Regions from separate parts of the Lactuca sativa genome. Here region 2 is linked to region 1. A link is a contact called in public Hi-C data. All regions are on one chromosome and are shown on one strand. Each heading gives the region's core, a stretch centred on a gene start, on an enhancer-like site or on the middle of the called end of the contact. The rest is flanking DNA. Distances are from core to core; before and after follow the strand shown. Region 1 holds the start of LOC111921849 (probable glutathione S-transferase). Region 2 holds the start of LOC111912088 (PH, RCC1 and FYVE domains-containing protein 1).

Region 1 (5,608 bases), core at 1,408-3,907:
TCACAACAACGATTGACTAAATTCAAGTGAGTTCTTACAAACTCCACAGATATTACACCATTCATAACGAGCTTGCAAATCATGTTATGTCTAACACATAAATGTCTAGACTTCCCATTATACACTTGACTATAAGCCTTAGCCAAAGTTGCAGCACTACCACACCTAATTTAATGATAATAGTGACAAAAAAATAATTTAGTTACTAAATTTGTAAATGATACATTTTACTCTATCCTTTGAATTCATTAACCATATCCACGTAATTAACCTTTTTTTTTCAAATAAACAAGGTAACTGGCATAACATATAATACTTGGTCTAAAGTTTAATTTTTGAACAACCGAAGAGCTTTTATTTACTAAATTACATTACCCTCTTAAGTCATAACCATATATCCACATAATTAACATTTACTTTTTTTTCAAATAAACAAGGTAACCGGCATAACCTATAATACTCGGTCAAATTATAGTTTTTGAACAACCAAATAGATTTAATAATAAACCATATATAATAAATAGTTTGGAGAATATATATATATATATATATATATATATATATATATATATATATATATATATATATATATATATAATTCTCTTAATGTCATTACAAAAATAAATAGCACAGTATCTTATTTCTACTTACATCATATTTTAAAAGTTGAAAATATGTTTTAAATTTTGAGATAAAAAAAATCACATGTAATTGTCACTAAAAATTATAAACATATTTAATAAAATTGTCACTATATAAACTATTTGATTTAGGGGAAAGTAACGTATCTAAAATTAAACTTTAATAACAAGAAACATTACATTAATCTAAAACATCTCAGAATTAATAAATTTTGGTTTATATAGAAAAAAAAAAGGTATCAAACATTCAATAAGATATTCAGTTTGATCCATTACATCAAATAGAAAGAAAAAAAACATACATTCTCCCCCTCAAAGACAACAATTATGTTTTCAAAGATAATTTTCAAACCAATTTTATTCCAACTCCTTATTCTTAGTGGATCTAAACATCCCACCACCCATAATATTATATCATCATCATTCATGACATAACAATCTTCATTCATTCAACACCAAACATTTGTCTCAACATTACTACAAAGTTGAGGATTTTTTCAGGGTTAGCCAAAGATTCAGAAACACTCTCCCTAACATGGACCCGTGTGATCCATGCCGCCAATTTAGGGTAGTGATCCTCCACCTTAAAGCTACCATATTTCTCGTAGGCTGGGAACCACGAAGTTAGACCAACAAGCAGTATGTCCACAAACCCGAAGTTGTCCCCGGCGAAGTAGTCTTTTTCAGCCAAAGTACCATCTAAGAACTTCAGGATATCAAGGAACGATGCCTTAGCGGCCTCTACTTCATCTTCTCCTTTTGCAGTCCAAATGGCCCGACCCGCCGAATGGACCTAGGATATACATATACATAATGATGAACGATTTCTAAAAATATACCACTCGGAACGAGTTGTGTTATGTTGTGGTAAGTCAGGTGGCTGACATCCCACAACCCCACAACTGGTTTTGGGACCATGTAATATAATTGGTCCCAAAACCACGTCTCACATCCTCGGATATGGACCTATCGGGATCAATTATGAGTATTCCAATCAAGTATCTGTATTTGTCATAGTAAGCTTAATTAAAAAGAGGGCTTACCTTGCGATCAATGTAGTCGGCCCAAAATTGGGCCCGGGCTTTCTCATATGCACAAGTGGGCAAGAGGGGTTTGGAAGGCCAAACTTCATCGATGTAAGTGATAATGTTAGTGGACTCGAGGATGGGCTTGTTGTCGTGCAAGAGGACAGGAACTTGTTGGTGGACAGGGTTTGATTTTAGCAACAATTCGGTCTTTCCACCTAACAAATTATTCTCTAAAATCTCTTCATAAGCAATATCTTTTTCTGCCAATGCCACCTTCACCCTCATGCAAAAAGGGCTAGCCCACATGCTTAGAAGCTTCACATCATCTTTTCCCATCTTTAAATCACTTTTATTTCTTTGTGTTTGTGTTTGATGATTGTGAAAGAAAGAAGCTTTGTGTTTATATAGGAGCTCGTTGTGTTCTCCCTCACAAGAAAAAACTTTGATTTTCTCATATATAAGTTGTTTTGAGGCTAAAAGTTAAGCGGAGAATTAACACAGGCTGTGAGAGTGTGAGGATATTCAAACAAAGATCATTTCCGGCACACAAGAAAATTTGCATTAAAAAAAATTATTTTACATAGGACTGCTTGAAAATTAACGACTGTAGGTGTTTTGACTTTTTAAATCAAACTTTATTTATTTAAGGAGTGAAAGGGATAAAACCCCGTGTACAACTTATCATGCATTAGGTACAAGTCACAATGAATCATTTGCTCAAGAGTCGAGACTTCGTCATTTACATTCCAAATGTTGACCAAAAAGCAGTGATAGCGAGACTTTTTTGTTTATTATTTCCTGACAAAAATTTATAAATGGTTCCGTAGTTTTTCATGGGAATTCTAAGATTGTGAAGAGTTGTTACAGTCAAGCAATCAAAAAAATGTTGTCAACTCAGTGACACGTCAACTTCATCACCAACCCGCCATCAACTCACTAGATATTGAGAATGATTACTACTCCACAATATTCTTTTTTTCATTTTTTATTTTTTTATGATTAAATTAAATAAAAAACAAAATTTAAAACATAATAAAATAATTTACATTACTTAAAACCCATTACATAAATTAAATTTAAAACCTAAATTAATAAAAAAAACATAGAAATTTAAACCTAAATTACTAACAGAACATAAAAAAATATAGAAAATAATAATAATATAAAAGTCTAGGGCGGAATTTACAAATTTAAAAACCTGTTTGAGAAGGAAATTAGGGATGAGGTTTGTTTTGCTTTTGACCCAAACTTAAGGGAACTAGTTTGACAACTGTTGAAAGAGGTGTTGTCTCATACTCTCCTTCGATTAAAAGACGCCTTTCTTCTTCACTTGAACCTGCATATTTCACATCTTCAAAGAAAGGGTTTTCTTTTAATTGTTTCCAAGGCTTCAAACGGTCAAAAAAAAAGCCAGCCAATAGCAAGCTTTGTCTTCTTCCGTCTTTGAAGAGACGTCACACGCCAGAGCACCAGCCCTTGGGGCAGTATTCACGCGTCTCCAAGGAAGCCGACTTAGCTTCATGCGTGAGTTTGTATCACCACTCCGGGCAGCCTAATGAAATGTTTTTATGTTTAATTGTTATAATCAATTTAGTCTTTATTTTTTTTTAGTTAATTAAGTCTAAAAACATCAGTTATATTCATTTTGACCATTTTTACCGGTAAACCGGTGGTCAACATAATATAAGGACTTTTTTGTAAACAAATACAAAATATAAGGACTTTTTTAAAAATATATTATTTTAATTTTTTTTATATTATTTTATTATGTTAGATTGTTAGTATTAATTTGTCTAAGAGATTGTATTACCATTTGTTAATCATGATATTTTTTTTAACATATATATTTTATGAAAATAGTTTTTTTTCTTCTAAAATTAATTATTTTCATATTTTTTCTATCTAACAAGTTGTATTATCTTACATTAATCTTATGATGTTTTTTTTATCTGACAAATAATATTTATTATGAATTTTTTTTCTTCTAAAAATAACTTTTTTTATAATATCTATGTTTAACATATTTATATTTTACATTAATCTTATGATATTTTTTTTATCTGATGGAAAAGATCTATTATGAAAATAGTTTTTTTTTTCTAAAAATTATTGTTTTTATAATATTTTTGTCTAACTAGTTGTATTATCTTATATTAATCTTATGATGTTTTTTTCTATGAAAGATAATATCTATTATTAAATATTTTATTTTCTTCTAAATATAATATTTTTATAATAATTTTGTCTAACAGATTGGTATCTTACATTAATCTTATGGTATTTTCTTTTTCTGACAGAAAATATCTATTATGAAAAGAGTTTTTTTTCTAAAAAGAACCGTTTTTATAAGATTAATATAAGATAACAATCTATTAGACAAAACTATTATAAAAACGAATAGTTTTCAAAGAAAAAAAATGTATTTCATAATATAAATTATCGACAATGAATATATATATATATATATATATATATATATATATATATATATATATATATATATATATATATATATATAAGATTAATGTATGATAATACAATGCGTCAAACATAAATATAATAAAAAAACGATTATTTTTAGAAGAAAAAATAAATATTTTCATAACAGATATCCACTGTCTAGACAGAGAAAATATCATAAGATTAACATAAAATAATACAGTCTGTTAGACAAAAAAATATACTAAGATAATATTTAAAAAAATTAAAATAATATATTTTTAAAAAAAAAATCATTATATTTTGGATTTATTTGCATAAAAAGGGGTCAAAATGAATATAATTGAAGTTTCTGGGACTTAATTGATTAAAAAAAAATAATGACTAAATCGGTTACGAGACCTAAACATAAGGACTTTTCAATAGATTTCTCTTTTTTCATATTATGGTTTCAATCCCTAACTTTTTTTTTGTTTTGTTTTTAAGGATTCATGTGATTTAAAAACTTTTCACCAATAGTTCTTCGGCTCACTCCCTCATTTTTGGTCCGTTAAATCAAATCACATGCACACCAAGTGAGGGCAAATGTGTCTTTTAACTTTTAACACTCCTAATAAACATATAATGTATACATCTTTTGATGGGTTATATACAAACAATACTGTGTGTGCATGCAACCCTAGAGTTGGATCTATGTTTTCACTATTAGTTATACAACTTTATGCGCACAAAAAGAAACCTGGCATGCTAGTACTATTTTCAAATTCCACATAGAAGAATAGAATACATACCTTTTGTTGTTATATAGTAATAACAACTAGTTTCTTGAATTTCCTTAGCTCTTGAAAGCAAGTACCACAAGTGTAGTACCTCTAATGGCTCACAAACACACTAGGTGAAAGGATGAATATGGGAGAGGGGAGAGAATGGTATCTTGCCCTAGATTTCGTCCCTTTTTGGGTTTCCCAAGGCTTGGACGAAATTTTAGTGCCTTAGGGTGCTATTTATACTTAAGGCTAACTAGGGTTTCAAGGTGTAAACCCTAATCCCTTAGCTTAGGGCCTAAGCAAGTCCATGGACTCCTTTCCTTAAGCCCTTGGACGAAAACTCCTAGATCCTTCTAGGATTTTCGTTCAAGCCTTAATAAAGGTGATCCAATGGCCCAAAGCCTCAACTATTGAATAATTACAAAATAGCCCCTGCACTTTCAGTCAGTTCCTTTAATCCCAAAATTAATTCTAAATTAATTTCTGATTAAATACTAATTAATAATATGATTCCAAATTAATATTATTCATATAATATATTAACAAATTATATTTATACCCTAATTTATTATTCTTAATAATAAACTAGCCACTCTCCTCAACAATCATCCTATCTAGTCACCAGTGTGAAGGCAACCCAAAAGGACCATGCACAATCGGGTCAAGTACATACCAAAATAGTTATGGACTTAGACACTAATCCAACAGTCTCCCACTTGGATAAGTCTAACAA
Region 2 (5,608 bases), core at 1,642-4,141, 210 kb before region 1:
TCCCGCCGGAGAACTTGATTTGGGTGGTCCGGTGATCAACGCGACCACCGCCGCCGTGTGCCATGGCCCACACGCGACCGATTTCACACGAAGTCCGGCGAGCGAGTCAACTTGTTTCGGTTCGGTCAAACTTTGATAGTTTCCGTGACCTAGAACACCGAAAGTCCCGTCTCCAAATGTAAATAGTTGACCGGAAGTTGAAACAATTGCAGTGTGCCATTCTCCACAAGCAACTTTTGATATGGTGATTCCGTCTAGTACGCCGGAGATCCGGCGGGGGAGCCACCGGCTACTTTGACCTTGACCGGAGGTGTTGTCACCCCACGTGTAGAGCTCACCAGAAAATGTTAGGGCGGATGTTTGATACTCGCTACAAGAAACCGATTTCACACGGGATCCAAGGGAATGAAGGGATTCAACTTCTTTCGGGCAGCTCAGGGAATGCCCGAGCCTGCCCGATTGTCCTTCACCCCAGCAGAATACCTCACCCTGTTTTGTCACTAAAACACCATGTTTTCCAGCCAATGATATCTTCTCGACATCTAACATACTTACTGAATCAAGAACTTTCGGTAACAACGCATCTATTTGTGATTGGTTTCGGTGACCATTGACCGTGTTGACCATGTTATCACCACCACCACCCAAGACGCCATTTTCAACACCTTCTCCCCATATTAAAACATCGTTCAATTTTGTTCTTTGTGGGTCCGATTGTTCTCGAGGTAGAACAACAGGTGCACCAAACCGGGTAATTGTTTTCGGGTTCTTTTTGGGTTCTTCGGTTTTCATGCAAGGTGAATATGGGGCTAAACCTTCTGGAAAGTTCTGTGTACTTGATAAACTTGATCTTGAATAAAAACTATCAGATGAAAGTGAAAGTCCATCAGAGAAACATGGATCGGATATCATCGATGGAACTGGGCTTGCACACACGCTTCTCACCTTCAAAATTAACCAAACGATTACTCGTTATTCACTTATTCATCACTCAAATTGTTCATAAGTTTTATAAAATTTGAAAATCTTGAGTATAAAAAACCTGAGACATTTTGGTGGTTTCTTTTGAAATACCCAGATTGTATTTTCTTCTGATGAAACTAGAAGGACTGTTTATACAACTTTGCGCTACTCTTTGGTTTTCAGGGTGTCTGAAATCTTCGCACCTTGATATCAAAGCTTTTAGGCCTAAAAACCATGAATCTGCTTGCATTTTATCCTTGCATATCTGCGAAACAAGAATACAAAACAAAAATGTTGATTAATTAGTCATCAATCGAAATATTTGAAAGTCAAGAACTGAAAAATTGTTGAATAATAAGTCAAACTTACCAGATCAAGAGAGCATTGAGCTTGGTTGTTCATGTATATCAGCGAAAACGAATGACATTCTCTTTCTGGTTGAAGTTTCCTCTGCAATTTATCATAATTACAAAATCATGAATGAATAATTTGAATTAAAATTGATAAAAAAAATACTTTTTTTTTTACTTTAAATACTTACAGTTCCATGGCCACGAACAATGCTCGTAACAGAGCTTAGTTGCAGTTTTTTTTCTTCATTGCCGCAAAACCACATTAAAGTTCTTTCATCCTGAAACCCCAAATTGGACACGAAATTTAATAAAAAATAAAATAAAATTACATTTAATTATCATAGAATTTAACGAAAATAATTCAAGAACATATAATATTATTTCTCAAAAAGTATACCGTTGATAGCCTGAATGGGCATAGTTTGGGTTTTCCTCTTCGACCGTATTTCAATATATACGCCCCTTTCTTTAAAGCCACGATCGCCTGAAATGAATTAAAGATTTTTGTTACTAAATTATGTTATTAAGTTCGATAATTGAAACCCAATTTATTGATTTCGTCTTCAGAAATCGATTTAAATAGTTAAAGTTTCAGGAAGAATATGGAGCATTTCATATGCGATTTCATCCACAAGTTTGAACTTTTTGAGTGTCAACATCACTGGGTATGATTGGACCTTTGGATTCGAGTATCTTTTCATGGCATCTTTACAACTAAAAGGAAAATGGTCTCATGGGGTGCTTGTGAAGTCAATGAAAATTGACAGAAGCAAACAGAGACTAATAGTATTATAAAGCTAGATTTTGAAAATATCTTACACCCATTGAGGAAAAAAGTAAAATTTTGGAGGTAATTAAGCAAATAAAGGTTTTCATTTTTGGTAGATTTTTTGGAAACCCACTTAAACGCAACAAAAATTGAACACCCATTAGGTAAATTTTGAAAAATTGGAGGTAATTAAGCATGAAAAGGCTTCTTTTTACCAAAAGATTTTCAAGAACCATGACATATGACCTAAAGATGAAGAAATCAAACACACATTGAGGTAAAAATTGGATCTTTTTCTAATGGAAATGAATCACAGACTGAAAAACAAAAAAAGATGAACACCAAGTGAGATAAACACTGAATTTTGAAAGAAAATAAGCATAATCGGCACAACATTCATCAAGATTAACTACAAGAACAACGAAAAAAAAAAGATTAGAACATGGACCTGTTCAAGAGCTCTATCAGAGGGAGTCACTGACAAGAATCTTTCACCCATTTTTCTACATACAAAAAGGAGAAAGAATGGATGAAAAGAAGCCTGATTGGTGTACACCCACGCACATACAAGTTAAATGAAACCTTAAAAAGAAGAGAATGTGTGGGAGAATCTGCAGAGGGTGTTGGATGCTGATGATTCTGGGTCGAAAACAGAATGTCACATGGATTGGTATTAGAAGAAGGGTTTTAGAGAGAGAAAGAGAGAGAGGAGGAGGAAAGATATTGGGATGAATGGGTTTTGATTTCTTCTTTGGTTCTTGTCGTTGGTGTGTATAGTTTCATCATGACAAATTCTTGGCTTCTTCGTATGTCGTGCAGAAGAAAAAGTGGTGTACTGTTGTTGTTTACTAATACCCAAATCGCACGTGCCAACTGTTCTTACCCCCACTTAATAAGCTTCTATTTCAGGGAAAAATTACTTAAAACAATACCTAGAGTTTTTTCACCATGTACTTAGAATCTTAAATGTTGTTATGTACGTGTTCATTACTTCATCAAAGATTAAAAGTTGTTTAAGATTTGTTAGGCGGAGGGAGTGTGATTCATTGTGTCACATTTTTTTAATAATTAAATTTAAATAAAAATTTCATTTTTATTTAAAAAATATATAATATTTTATTAGTTCAAAATAAAAATAAAAACATTATATTGCATTAATTAAAAAAAACATAACATAGCATTAAAAAAATGCTACAAACTTGAAAAAAAAAACACATCGAACGATTAAAACCTACAATCTTAAATCTACCTCCTTATCATAACATTTTTGGATGTCGGCTTTCATCGTCATAATAACTTAAAGCTCCTCATCGGTCATGTTCGATGTGTCTATCATTAGTATCATCATGTTACTATCCCTTTGTTTCTGAAGCTCTCTTTCAGAAGCAATTTATAAAATTTTGTCAATTCTTTCTTTTCTATCCTTCATGGCGTCCCCGATTTCTTTCAAGAATTTGAGTCTTTTGCCTTTGCCTTTGCTTTTTTGTTTTGTCCATTCCCATTGGTAAGGAATGTGGTCAAACTTGAATAGGTACATCATTGTTGAGGTCGAAACCAACACGAGCATCGGATGTAGTAGGGCTGTTCACTATTCGAATAAAACCGAATTATCTAATTGGACAATTTGGATTGGACTATTTGGTTCGGATATTCGGATTTTTGGATTGGTTTTCCAACAAAACCGAATTAGTATTTTGGATTTCGGATTGGTTTTGGTTTATAAAATAAGGACCGAATAGTCCAAAAAAACCGAATAAACATTTCTTATATATATATATATATATATATATATATATATATATATATATATATATATATATATATAATTATTTATTAATTTTGTAATTTATTTTTTCAAATAGGTTTAAAACGTTTCACCCAATAAAAAAAACATTAATATTCATTTTCTCTCGAAAGTTTTGTATTTATAAAATATTTAACTATAATATATATTCTTATTAGTTGTTTATAAATTTCAAATCACAACTAAATGATTTGTTTTTGCTTCTTGTGTAAAGTTGGGTAATATTATTATTATATGTCGTTTTAAAATGTTTCGGTTTTTGAAAACCGAATTATAAAAACTGATCCAACCGAATTGTAATTGGATCGGATCGGATTGGATTTGAATTTAGTTTGGACAATTTGGATCCATGTTTTGAAAACCGAAATCAATTTGGATTTACTTAATTGGATCGGATCAAACCGATCCATCCAAACGAACACCCCTAGGATGTAGTGTGGTCGGATTCGGATGTTCTTGATCGTTTGAACCAATATCGATATGTTGTTCGGATGTTTTGCTCACTTGCTATTTCTTGTTATCTTTCACGAGATTCAAAAAGTTTATACATTTGAAAGCCTTCTTGTTTTCTTTTTGGTACACTTTTAGAGCTTTCTTCAAAATCACTTCATCACTTTCTCCGCTTTTCCAATTGACGTTTCATGTTGTTGTATAAATCATTAAACAATATGAGTTCCATGTTTGTCTTCCCCATTTTGAGTAAATTTGGTGTTTTCAACGATACTCATGAAGCTTCATTCCTTTGCGAAACCTTTTTGTAACCTGCATCCAAAAACGATCATATTTTTGGTCTTTTTATTGTTGGATTAGTGTCTAAGTCGATAACTATTTTGGTATGTACTTGACCCGATGGTGCATGGTCCTTTTGGGTTGCCTTCACCAAAGCAACTTGATAGGATGAATTATGGAGAGAAAGGATTAAATATGATTTATTAATATATTATGAGAATAATATATTAAAGGAGAAATCATATTGTTTAATTAATATTAGTCAATAATTAATTGGTAATTAGTTTTGTGACTAAAAGAGATTAATTAAACTTAAGGGACTGGAATTGTAATTATAAGATAATTGCAATTTGGGCCATAGATTGCCTTATATCATAAGGTGGACGAATTCTATGGGGGAAGCCCATATGAAATCGTCCAAGGCCTTATGGAAAGGGCTCCATGGGTTGCTTAGGGCTTAAGCATCCAAATTAGGGTTTCCATGTTAGATAACCCTAATTGCCTCACTATATATAGATCCCTTGAGGACAAAAAAAAATGTGGCTAAGCATCTTGCTAGGGTTTTCACACGGTTTTGGCAGCCTCCATCCTCTCTCCTCTTCATCCTCTTGCTTATGGTGTTTGTGAGCCATTAGAGGAGTGACACTTGTGACTCTAAGCCTTCCAAAGTCAATTCAAGGAGGAATTAGGATTGTTATTACTACATAACAATCAAGGTAATATCATAAACCTAATTATATGTTAATATCGATTTCCATATGCTAGAATTAGGGTTTATATTCTTGGATTCAAAGCATGTACAATAGAGAAACCTAGATCCAAGCATTAGGGTTTGTATGAGCACATAGGATGTCTTATGACCAAAACCCATCAGTGGTATCAGAGCCTTGATTGGTTTCTATTGTATTGATGCCTTGTTAATTTGTTCATGCTTGAAAAAATCGTTTTTTGCCTCCTGCCTGATGTACTCGGCGAGTCCCATTGTGGACT

Evidence for each region. A called contact is a pair of places that touch in the nucleus more often than the background predicts.
Region 2: a Hi-C map of leaf shows a contact between it and region 1, with 4 times the contacts expected there. The contact joins the promoter of LOC111912088 here to the promoter of LOC111921849 in region 1. A contact is called at or near these places in 2 of 4 Hi-C or Micro-C datasets (leaf and seed).

What each region holds. Positions count from the first base shown.
Region 1 is chr3:94,601,884-94,607,491 of Lsat_Salinas_v11, reverse strand. It overlaps LOC111921849 (probable glutathione S-transferase), which reads right to left and starts at 2,657. Exons shown (of 2, transcript XM_023917424.3): 1 at 1,685-2,657; 2 at 879-1,434. The coding sequence starts at 2,005. The coding sequence ends at 1,087.
Region 2 is chr3:94,809,806-94,815,413 of Lsat_Salinas_v11, reverse strand. LOC111912088 (PH, RCC1 and FYVE domains-containing protein 1) reads right to left here and starts at 2,891. Exons shown (of 8, transcript XM_023907832.3): 1 at 2,534-2,891; 2 at 1,714-1,800; 3 at 1,505-1,594; 4 at 1,333-1,413; 5 at 1,043-1,228; 6 at 1-945. The coding sequence starts at 2,584.